Linked DNA regions of Sus scrofa: region 1 is linked to region 2. A link is a contact called in public Hi-C data. All regions are on one chromosome and are shown on one strand. The core of a region is the stretch at or near the end of the contact, and the rest is flanking DNA. Distances in the headings are between cores, read along the strand shown. Region 1 holds the start of PPAT (amidophosphoribosyltransferase). Region 2 overlaps KIAA1211.

Region 1 (6,009 bases), core at 2,229-4,728, 180 kb after region 2:
CACATAACTAACCACCTGCCAGTGCACAGTGTACAAAAAACCAGCTGGCAGTGCATAACTCCCTCCCCAGTGCAGTGTCCATAACTAACTCCCTCCCCAGTGCACAGTGTACATGACTAACTCCCCCGCCAGTGCCCAGTGCCCATAACTAACTCTCTCCCCAGTGCTCAGTGTGCATAATTAACTCCCCCACCAGTGCACAGTGTCCACAACTAACTCTCCCGCCAGTGCACAGTGTATATAACTAACTCCCCCACCAGTGCACAGTGTCCATAATTAACTCTCTCCCCAGTGCACAGTGTGCATAACTAACTCCCTCCTCAGAGTGTAGTGTGCCTAACTCCCCCGCCAGTGAGCAGTGTCCATAACTAACTCTCTCCCCAGTGTGCAGTGTATATAACTAACTCCCCCACCAGTACAGAGTGTCCATAACCAATTCTCTCACAGTGCACAATGTATATAACTAACTCCTCCACCGGTGCATAGTGTACATAACTAAGTCTATTTTAAGCTGTAACAACCCATCTGCTTCCGGTTTTGACATTCTTCGAATTAATACCATAAAAAAACAGTATTTCTTAATCTTTGACCCTTCTCAGTTTAGAGTAGAAGATTTTATCTTCTAGACATAAGGAATTTTCATGTTCTTAAAAGCAGTATCAGTTACCTTAAAGGTTGAGGATGTTTGCTAATTTAAAACTTTGAATTGGACAGGATTATGGGCAAGAACCTCAATGAGCCTTAATGACTCTTTGTTCCCAAGAAGCTGCTGGATTTTTTGCCCCTGTTACTGAAACTATCACAAGGTCAATTTTCATCACCACAGTTTAACAAATACTTGTTCTGTCCAATAAGCAGCCTGTCAGAATCCACTGAATTTTCTCTATTATCACAAAGTAATCATATTTTATTGCCCTTAGCTTGTACTTTCTAATCTGATTCTTCCACTTAAAAGCAAGTGCAGAAAAGGCACGTAGCCTGGAATAAAGTTATTCATTAAAAAAACTCAAAGACAAAAAAAAAAACACTCTCATTTTCTTCATGCACACATTTCAAGAGGAGAGCTTGGGGAGGAATTTTCTGAGCCATTTTAGCTACAAAGTAAATAGTTAAGGGAGTTCCCTGATGGCTCAGCAAGTTAGGGATCCAGTATTGTCACTGCTGTGGCTCAGGTTCGACCTCTGGCCCACGAACTTCCTCATGCTGCAGGCCTGACCAAAACAAAATTCAAGGTCATTTCTCATCTTTCTCACAGACCACCAGTCAACTCTAAAGATCCTTTGTTTCCCTCCACCTCTTTCCATGACAGAATATCCAAAACCACTTCTCTGAAGAAAGTCTAATGTTCTCTGGACCACCAGCCCACAACATGAATAGCTTTTGGTCTTTACCTGGGTTACTATACAATCCTCTCAATAATGCAAATGTACTTTAAAACAAGATCTCTATTATGGTCAATCCACAATTACCCAAGATTGGAGTCACTCAAGTTAAAAATATTCTTTTTTTGATTCATCTCAGATTCTAAGCTACTCTCAGCTCTTAGTAAACAAGGAGTACACAAGACCTTAAACTCACTCAAGTATTCAGGACCCTGAAAAGAGCAAAAAGACTACTTCTAATTTAATTTTGGTGAGGGAAGCTGATCAATGAGAATGCATTTATATATATTGCTCCCATATTGCTGATAAGTGTTAATGCCAAGTCCTTTAACTGTTTTAGAAGTTGTTGCTGAGGTATCATTGCCTTGTGGAAGCTTCGTAACACTTTCAGTGACAATGTCAAATCTAGGTTTATATTTCTTAACCGAATTGTTTATATCAACTCCAGTTTAATTAGTAAGAAATGGAAAGATCACGAAGCAGAGTTATTTTTTAACTAAAAGGGATCTATATCAATTTTTCCAAAATCAATAGGTATTCTGTCATACAGGAACTACTCTCCTCTCTCTCTTTTAAGAATGGATTTATCCTGGCATTTTCTTACTACCAACATTTTCATTCATTATTTAAAACGTTTACCAATGAATTGTTTGCAGATGCCCTACTCCCTGTGATTGTGTTATTTTCTGTTAATGTATATGAGATCTAGAACCCAACCGGTAGATCCTTTTGAACACCAACTAATCCCGTTTTCCCGGGTTTGAATCCCCAATTTCCAACAGCTACAACTACGTTCAAATACACAAATCTACTCAATAGCTCTGTCCTTGCAAACAATAGCTTGTGGTGGTTGCAGACTCCGCGCGAAACCTCAACCAACGAGCTTTAGGTCCTGGACCCGCAGTCACACCACAGAAGCATATCACAAGCACAGCGCCAGGCTCTGGGAGATTAAAACCCACAAGCAGCCCGGTAGGAACCCCGACTGGGTTAGTCCAAGCGAACCCGAGCCTTACCAACTGGCCAGACCCATGGGGGGTGCACGACACTGGAGCTAGGTGAGCCCCTACAGAGCATTAAGGGTTGCAAGGGACAAGGCTGCAATCTGGTGAGGCAAGGTAATCTCCGCGCACACCTGGGCAATCTGGCGGATGCCGCAGGGAACCGGTCCAGGTAAGAGAGCGGTCCCGCCTCCCGTCCTCGGTGGAGAACTCGGGCAGATGCAGACACAGGCTCCGCCATCCCCACCCCGCAGCCAGCTGCTCACCGGTGCTGCAGCCCTACAAGTCCCAGAGTGATCACGTGCGGCACATCCAGCTGCGTGGGCCACTCTCCTGAGGCAATGCACCCGAACACACCGCACTCCTCTCGGACCCCCAGCTCCTCCAGCTCCATGTCGTCGAAAGCACGTGGAGGGAGCGGCCGCCGCAGGAGGAGTCTAAGCACCAACCAGCTGCTCGCTCGGCCTGGGGCACCAGAGGCTCGCGCGGATGAAGCCCCTTCCTTCCAGGCGGCAGGACCCTCGCTACTGCGGCGGCGCGTGCTCCCCTCTAGTGAGTGTAATTTAGCTCGCCCCGCCCCTGCCCCGCCCCTCACAACCCACCAATGAGCGGAGGCGGAGGGTGGGCTCCGCGGTTAGGGCGGGGCCAGGGCTCCCGTGGGTGGAGCTAGTCCTTTACCTAAGCCCTTAGGGAAGGTAATTTTCCTGCTTGGGAGAATCTCCGTTATTTTCTGGCATCCAAGCTAGGGGTGATGAGGCTAGCTGGGTGGAGGTCGCTTCTCTCCCAGAGAAAGTAAACTTTTTGTGTCCCTCCCCACATGCTTTCCCCTGGGCGTCACTACTTGGTATGCTCCAACCTCTGACCCGCTCTCTCAGCGGAGGAGGGGGCCGGGTGGGCGAGCCGCCGCGGGGTGGGGAGGGGCCGCCGGTGCGCGCCACTTTCCTGTCTTCTGGCTCTGCGCCCGCGCGCAGGGCGGTGCACCCGCCGCGTTGCGGCGCCTGCGCCGCGGGAAGCCTGCGAGAAGCGGTGGCCCCCGGCGTTCAAGTTCCTCTCCGGCTGCAGAGACCCCCGGGAGTCCCGCTCCGTTGTGGTGCTCGGAGTCCGAGAGGGGGCGCCGTGCATCCCGCGGCCCCGCCGGGGGCGTGTCTGGGGCCGTGCCTCCCTTCCCCGCCCTGGGAGCCTCTGATTGCGCTTCTTTTCCAGAGTCCTCCCTCTTGTGCAGTCGCTGCAGCTGCCCCCAGCCCGCTCCGGACAATGGCGACGGCTGAGGGTGAGTAATCAGCGGCCCGGGGAGTTGGGTTTCCTGCTTCCGCGGCCTTCCAGCTCCTCGGCCTCGAGCTCGAGGGCTCGACGCGGACAGGTGCGCTCTTCACTGCCCAGATCACAGCCTCCCGGGCAGTGCCTGGCTTCCCGCACCCGCCCCTCCGGACGAGCGGACACGTGGCCCGGGCGCCGGAGCGGTGCATTGGAAACAAAGCGCTCCCAGCCTCCCAACTTTCTGAAACATCCAGAACTGCCTCTGGCATGGGGAAAAGGAGCAAAGGGTAATTAAAACGAGAAATGGTCAGAGGTTGGAGAGCTGCCTGGAAATCGCGCTTGCAGTCAATAGATATTGCAAAAGAGTTCACGGGAACATGTGGTGTCGACTCTTCAAAGTCTTGCTTTTTCCTGTTACGTTAATAATAACCTGCTATTTCATAAAATTAGTAATTGAACGTTTTGAAAAATTTAAAATTTGCTGTCCAAGTTTTGTGTGTGTGTTTTAGTTTTTTGTACCAATGATGGCCTTGGAGAGTTCCAAAACCACCAGACCAAAAAAGTTTGCTTCTTCACTTTGCATTGACCCTATTACATATTTACATAATACTAATTTTGTTCGCTCATGATTAGGATCCTCAGGAAAGATCCTTTGTGTTATTTTTACTGATAAAACTGCCCTCCTCCCATACTCTATTTCTTTCTCTCTCTCTCTTTTTTTTTTTTTTTTTGCTTTTTAGGGTGGTACCACGCGGCAGGCATATGGAGGTTCCCAAGCTAGAGGTCAAACCTTAGCTGCAGCTGCTAGCCTACAGCACAGCCACAGCAATGTGGGATCCAAGCCATGTTTGCCACTTACACCGCATCTCACCGCAGCTGGGAATCCTTAACCCACTGATCGAGGCCGGGGATCTAACTGCATTTCTCAAATACTGGTTGGGTTCGTTACTGCTGAACCACAATGAGAACTCCCTAATTTGCACTTCCTTGCCCAGAAATGTTTGCTGGCAACCCAAAAGCTGTTAAAATCCAGTCTAAAGAACCTTTCATTCCTATCCTGCCTATCACCCCCTTCCTACCTCTTCAACCTTTACTTTGCTTTTTCTCTCTTGTGAATCCTAAGCGTACATTCCAGTCAGGTTAATTTACCAAAGTCATTACTCCCTCTGGTTCTCTATGCTGTTTTTTCTAGAACAGGTCTGTCTAATTGAAACACAATGTTATAAACTATATGTAACTTTGTTTTCTAGTAGCCACATTTAAAAAAAAAAGAAACAGATGAAATGATTTTAATATATTTTTAACTGCATAATTCCAAACTCATGTCATTTTAACATGTAATGAAAAAAAAATTAAGATTTTTGCAAACTTTTTTTCATATTGAAATCCAATGTGAATTTTGCACTTGACTTACATCTCAGTTTGGAGTAGCCACATTTCAAGTATTTCATAGCCACATGTGGCTAGTGACTGCCTTATTGGACAGCACAGTCCTAGTTGGCCTTACCTCTTTTTGGAAGTTCTGTAGTTTTTTTAATACTCCTAAATTTCAGGTCCGTGAATTCTTCTCAATCTTCATCAATCTCTTCTGAATTCACCTATGAATTTGTAGCAGGTATTTTGTCACCTATGATTCTATCTTACATTATTTATAGCAATTAGTTGAAATTCCTACTCTCTTTAACAACCAAGTAATAAATACCAATTCAACTAAACTGGAGGGCTGGGCGGTAGGTTCAGGGTCCTTTTGCCTTTTATCTAAACTGGGCAACGTCGCAGGCTTTGTTTCACCTGTCCCCTGTATTGAGCCAGTTGTTACTCAGACTTTCACCTTTTCAATATCTTGAGTTGAGTCTCGTCCCATTGTTTTTCCTGCCTGGATTACTGCCCCACATCTTGACTTGTCTTTGTCTCCAGTTTTCTTCCACCCACCCTTTCCTAATTACATTCTCCACACTGCAACATCATGAGCTTTCCAACATAGAAATCTATAGGGAGTTCCCGGTGGGGCGCAGCAGAAACCAATCCAACTAATATCCATGAGTTTGCGGGTTTGATCCCTGGCCTTGCTCAGTGGATCTGGTGTTGCTGTGAGCTGTGGCGTAGGTTGCAGACGTGGCTTGGATCTGGCGCTGCTTTGGCTGTGGTGTAGGCCAGTGGCTACAGCTCTGATTCCACCCCTAGCCTGGGAACCTCCATATGCCCTGGGTTCAACCCTAGAAAAATAAATAAATAACAAATAAACCTTGTCTTTGACAGACATTTACAATAGGAGGATGAGGAGTCATCCTCTAAATCAGGTGCTGTGCAGTGGCAACTCTTAGGCCAAATTGTAACTGTTTGTCTAGTGTTAGGTTCCCCAGCTGGTG
Region 2 (5,791 bases), core at 1,581-4,080:
TTGAGGCCTATATTTAACCCCGGTTCCAGCCCCTCAGTGCTGAACACGTTCCCCATGTCACCACAGCCCGCGTCACCACGTCCCACGTGTCTGCCCCCCCCACACCTCTAGCAGCCTGGATGTCCCCTGCCACTGATCCCTCGTTTTCTCACCTTCCTCTCTGTGCACCTAACTCAGACTTCCTCGCTCTCTGCATGTGCCATGTCTGTGGGTTCCTCTCCCCTGCTCCCAAGAAGCCTTACAGAGAAACGCGACTTTCCTCCTTGAAGGGGACCCCCACCCAACACACACACAGCTAACCACTATTTCATGTCTTATACGGTGATCTCCTAGTCCTTCCTAGAAAGTCTTTTTCAGAGTGGACAGGAATAATAATTTTGGGGTGAATGAGAGTATTAATCTAAATTTATAGACTCTGGGGAGTTCCCGGTGGCTCAATGGTCAGGACTCAGGGCTGCCACCGCTGCCGCCAAGGTTCCATCCCTGGTGTGGGAACTGAGATCCCACATCAAGACATTGCACGCTGTGCCACCCGCCCCCCCCCCAAGAAAAATTAAGGGTACTCTAATTATCTAATTATCATGGGTGTATAGTTGCCAGCAGTTTAATCATCTCCCTAGAATGTCTGTGCAGTATAATCTCAGATTCTCCCCAAACCTCTCTGATCCTGATTTCTATAGCACATTTCATTACATACCAAAAAACCAAAATAAAATAGGAGTAGTCAGAAACAAACAGATGCTGAAATGTTTGCTGATTTTCTGAACGCAGGCTTTTGGCCCTTTCTCCCTCTCTAAGGTAACAGGGTGACCATAATTTTCATTTTCTGCACTGACTTCAATCTTTCAGAAATGCTAGAGCAGAGCTTTTCTTCTCAAGAGTGGTGCATGGTCTTCTGCGGCAAAGCAAAGCTCCTCTTGCGACTTTGGTGGCGGCAGATGAGTGGCCGCCTTGGCTGGGACTAGACATCAGGCCCAGAGCAGGATACATAGTGGTGCCTTCCTGCCTGCAGTCTCTCAGACGCTGGCTCTCCAGGGGCCTTGCCTGGAACTGAGGTCACACTTGCAGTATTTGGTTGACATAGTAAATAATGGGCACTTAGGATCATGGGTGTATCAGCAAACATCTAATTCTTTGGTTTATGGCGGTACCTGGGGCACATGGAAGGTCCCGGGCAGGGCTAGAACCCGAGCCACAACAGTGACAACACCAAATCCTTAGCTGCTTGGCCATCAGGGAACTCCACTCTCTTCTTTTAGATAAGATTCAGGCAGAATATAGACTAGGAAATTTTTCTCACTGACACCTGTCTGTTTTGCCCAGAGGCTGTGCCTGGCATCTGCTCTAGGTCCCTGTGATGGAGGGAGGCAGGGGTGGGTACCTAAGGCTGCAATGTCCGCCCCCAGACGGCCGCCTGAGCACCCAGCTGCATCTCATAACAGTGATGGTCAGAAAATCTGTATTTTGCCAGGTAGTGGGGGAAGGCTGTTTCCTAGCCTCTGAAACTAGGAAATGCTGAACAGAATGAGAGCTCTCAAATCCCTTACTTTTTCTTGGTAGCGTTTTATGAAAAGATTACATATACACACCCACATAAGTCAGGTGAGCTCAAGGTCACTTCGGGGTCAAGAAGGGACTCAGCTCAGTGGCGTTGGGGGCAGTGCTGCTGTTTGATGATGTGTTTCTAGAGCAACTGTCAGGGGCAGAATCCTGAGTTGGCTGCTCCATTGGCCGTTCCCTCCTTACTGGAATTAGAACTGTGTCGAAGGCCAGGCCAACGGTAGCTGTCCCTAACCTGCACTGCATGGTAGACAGTTGGTTGTAACCACCAGATGCCCCCGGGGCATGCAGTCCCAGTGACTGCGTCATTGACTACACTAACGTGCCGGCTGGGAGATTCGTTTGTATGATTGGGAAGCTTGGGCTTCGGTCAGCGCAAGGGGGTAAGTGTGTGGAGGTGGGAAGGGCCCTGGACGTGATGTCTGCAGTGGGGAACTGAGGGGAAGTAGGCAAGCAGGTCGCCCCTAATGACCTCAGAGGCGCCTCCAGCATCTGGCCCCCGTGGCAGCTGTTTTGATGCCACATCGCCCAGCCCTCCATTAATGGCAGGGCCTTCAGAGGGACCTCACAGCCCACCCACCTCCCTGCAGCAGGACAAAGCTGCAGCATTGCCAGGCTGCAGGGAGCGTCACCTAATCCACGCTTGGTGCCCTGCGGCCGGCACCCGTCCTGGGGCTATGCCAAAGCCGAAAAGCCAAAAGCCACTATGGCTTGGGTCCCTCTTGCAAACTGCTCCTCCCTTCTCTGGCTCATGAGCTCCATGTTGGGGCCCAGATGTTCCAGTATCTCTGGAAGCCCCAAGTCTCCTGCTTGGTGCAACTGCTCTCTAGATGCCCCTTCCCACCTGGCTGTTGTGCGTGCACGCCAGTGGATTGGCTGCTTTTCCAGCTGTGTCATCTGGCCGTTGTTGAGGGGCAGCTGGTGACAATCTGGGAATCTATAGAAAGGCTTGGTTTTCAGAGTTCATGAGGGATCTCAACACCTTCCTCTGTCCCATAGTTGGGAACCTTCCAAGTAACAAGAGGGAGAGGAAGTCTCCAGAGTTCTGTGGTGGAATTTGGGAGGGATTTTGCACGGGCTGCTTCATGCTTACAGCATCCCACAGCATTTTATCAAGATAAAAACTATGGGGGGTTGATAAGTCTGTGTGGTACCCTCCCCGGAAGTTAGTAAGTAAGCACGTAAACCCCCAGCAGCCCTAGACATGGACTCCTCTTCCACCTGAGGGCTGAGGGGTCAGCTTTTCGTGCTGGCGCAGCCTCTCCTTGCACACAGGCCGAAGCATCGTGTGTTTCCCACCGAAAAGCTGGGAGCATTGCCGAGGACAGCTCAGTGCAATTTGTTGTCAGAGAACTTCCCGCGTTCAAGTTACTAGAAAATATTTCTCCAAGCAACTCATTCTGAGTCAGAGCTGGCGTCTTATTAGGAAAGAACACATGTTGGAGGGACCTCGTTTTGCTCATACATGAGAGACTGTGTTTTAAACTTCTGGTAGTTAACCTGCCCGGTTTCAGCTCAGCCAGGAAATACTGATTAAATGCCTCTTTGCTCCCACTCCCATTAGGTAGGTCACCTAAGAGACGCTCACAGACTGCATGGGTTTGTAAAACTTAAGATACCCCAGGCTCAGGGCTTTATTCAGAGACACTGCATGTCACCAAAACACCAGGCACTTATCGGGACACCTGTCTTTCAGAATCTGTGAGCCTCCATCTCACTAAGTCCCTTCACTCATGTAGGAGGAGGAGTAGTCCTCCTGTGCCAGGTCTCCCGGCCCTGTCACCCGAGTCTGGCCATGACCTACAGGACAGAGGCTGGTTTCTAGTCCTCCTGGGGAAAAAGAGAACGCTTCATCTCATGGTTGTTTGAACTCTAATTTTAAATCATGCATGTGTCTGTCATTACTTTTCTGATATATTATCAACATTTCTCATTGATATGCTTGTCTGGAATTGTAGGCGACCTCAAAGAAGGTGACATTATTGTCTCACTATCTGGACTACCTCCTGCCAGTGAGGTTTACTGTGTTCTGGGATTGGGGTGAAACAGGATAAAGAAACCTTATTTATATGTTCTGAGGAAGTCTGAATTGCTCTGAAAGGTATCTAAAGCTCTTTCACTTTTTTTTCTCATTAAGTACCTCCTGACATTCCTTTTTCCTCTTTCTTCTTTCTCCGTTTTGCTTCCCTGTTTCCTGTGCTTCTCCTCTTTTCTCCACTTCCTCATCTCTTCTCTTTTGAATAATAGCTAAGACATGCCGCCCAAAGCTCAAGACATACCCATTCCTCAGTTCAGTGAACATCATGATACTAACAAGCACTGTCATTGCTAGTGTTTTACTGTTTGCTGACGTTCTGCTAAAGGCTTTCAATGTGGCATTTAATTACAAGTCAGTAAACTGTATTATTCTTATTATCCGTATTTCACACAGGAGACCATGAAACTTGCCCAGGGTCTCGTAGCTGTAAGTGAATTGCTGCTCAGACCCAGGATCTGACTCTGGGCGTTTAAGCCTCACGCGCACTGAGCCCTCATTCAGGTGGTGGCACCAAGGCACACTTTGAGAAGGCAGTGAAATGGTTAAGAGAATGGCGTTTGGAATTAGACTGGGTTTGAATCTCAGCACTGATTAGCCTTGTAACTCGGCACAAAGCATCTCTCTCTCTGAGCCTCAATTTCCTCACCTATAAAACATGAGAAGTAACAACTTACAGTGTGGCCGTGAGATATTGCTTGTAAAACTTTAAGCCTGGCACATAGCAGAAGTCCAACAAAATTGACTGGTACTGTTTTCCAGGGGTAAAAATAGCATTTATCCCTCTGCTACAACTTCATTTAGTTACAAGCATATTTTGAAGTATCTTTGAAGCGTCCTCTGTAAGCCCTGGGCTTTTACATTAGTGGGTGTATCTAAAGAGTCCTTGAATCCACTCATGTCTTCACTCTGTGGTTCTAGGGTCAGTAAAGGCAGTTAATAGTTCTGGAATGACCTCCTTCAGTCTTTTGCCTGATACCTGCAGCTTCATCAAAACTTTGGATATTGGAGTTCCCATCGCGGCCGAGCAGGTTAAGAACCCAACGTATTGTCCATGAGGATGTGGGTTCAGTCCCTGGCCTCACTCAGTGGGTTAAGGACCTGGTGTTGTCGTGAGCCGTGGTGTAGGTCGCAGACATGGCTCAAATCCCAAGTTGCTGTGGCTGTGGTGTAGGCCGGTGGCTGCAGCTCCAATTCAACCCCTAACCTGGGAACTTCCATATGTCACAGGTGCAGCCTAAAACAAAAACCTTTAGATAAGATGAAAAACTGGAGACAGGATTAAGATGGCAGAGTAGAAGGACTGGAGCTCAACTTCTCTCCTAAAAACAACAAAATTCACAACTAAAGACTGAGCAATCTCCACCCAAATGGACCAGAAACCTTAAAAAAGATACCCTACTCCAGAAGAAAAAGAAGAGGTAGGAGGGGCGATTTTGTGATATAAACAACCCCATACCTCCGGGGTGGGAAGCTCCACAGACTGAAAACTAACTGGTTCACAGAGACTCACCTACAGGAGTGAGAGTTCTGAGCCCCACATCAAACCTTCACGTGCGGGGATCTGGCACTGGGAGAAAGAGCCCCTGGAGCATCTGGCATTGAAGGCCAGTGGGCTTGTGCACAGGAGCTCCACAGGACTAGGGGAAACGGAGACCCCATTCTTAAAAGGCGCACACAGACTTTCACGTGCATTAGGTCCCGGGGCACAGCCAGGTCTCCATAGGAATCTGGGTCAAACCTGACTGCAGTTCTTGGAGGACCTCCTGGGAAAACAGGGGTGAACGTGGCTTGTTGTGAGGGAAGGACATTGAAGGCAAAGTTCTTGGGAATATTCAGCAGCCATGCCTTTCTCTGGAGGTGGCCATTTTGGGAAAATCTGGCCCCACCTGTCAGTCAGCCAGTCAGGCTGAGTAGCCCCAGGGCAAACAACAATCCAGGTGGATCACAGCCCCACCCCTCACTGAACAGTCTACTTAAAGGCCCCTCGGGCACACAGCTGCCTCTGATCCCATCCAGAGACTAAGCCCCACCCACCAGAGGGATTAGAATCACCCCCACCTACCAGTGGGCAGGCATCAGCCCCTCCCATCAGGAAGCCTACAGCAAGCCCCCATACTGACTTCAGCCACAAAGGGGTCAGACACCAGAAGTGAGAGAGGCTACAACTCTATTATCTATAAAAAGGTCACCACA

What was found. A called contact is a pair of places that touch in the nucleus more often than the background predicts.
Region 1: a contact with region 2 is called in a Hi-C map of embryonic fibroblasts, with 6 times the contacts expected there. The contact joins the promoter of PPAT here to the enhancer-like site in region 2. A contact is called at or near these places in 2 of 5 promoter capture datasets (fetal liver and liver) and 6 of 47 Hi-C or Micro-C datasets (embryonic fibroblasts, fibroblasts, mesenchymal stem cells and 1 more).

The regions. Positions count from the first base shown.
Region 1 is chr8:55,697,599-55,703,607 of Sscrofa11.1, forward strand. PPAT (amidophosphoribosyltransferase) reads right to left here and starts at 3,479. Exons shown (of 11, transcript XM_003482396.4): 1 at 2,650-3,479. The coding sequence starts at 2,777. It overlaps PAICS (multifunctional protein ADE2), which reads left to right and starts at 3,102. Exons shown (of 10, transcript XM_021101375.1): 1 at 3,102-3,227; 2 at 3,587-3,653. The coding sequence starts at 3,201.
Region 2 is chr8:55,513,806-55,519,596 of Sscrofa11.1, forward strand. All of the region lies in intron 3 of KIAA1211, which reads left to right. Among named protein-coding and RNA genes, the nearest start is that of AASDH, 130 kb to the right of the region's middle. Within about 2 kb of position 2,831, at least 5 of the 83 cell types and tissues checked have an H3K27ac peak or open chromatin away from gene starts, as enhancers often do. A contact at or near this core is called in embryonic fibroblasts, where this site is marked.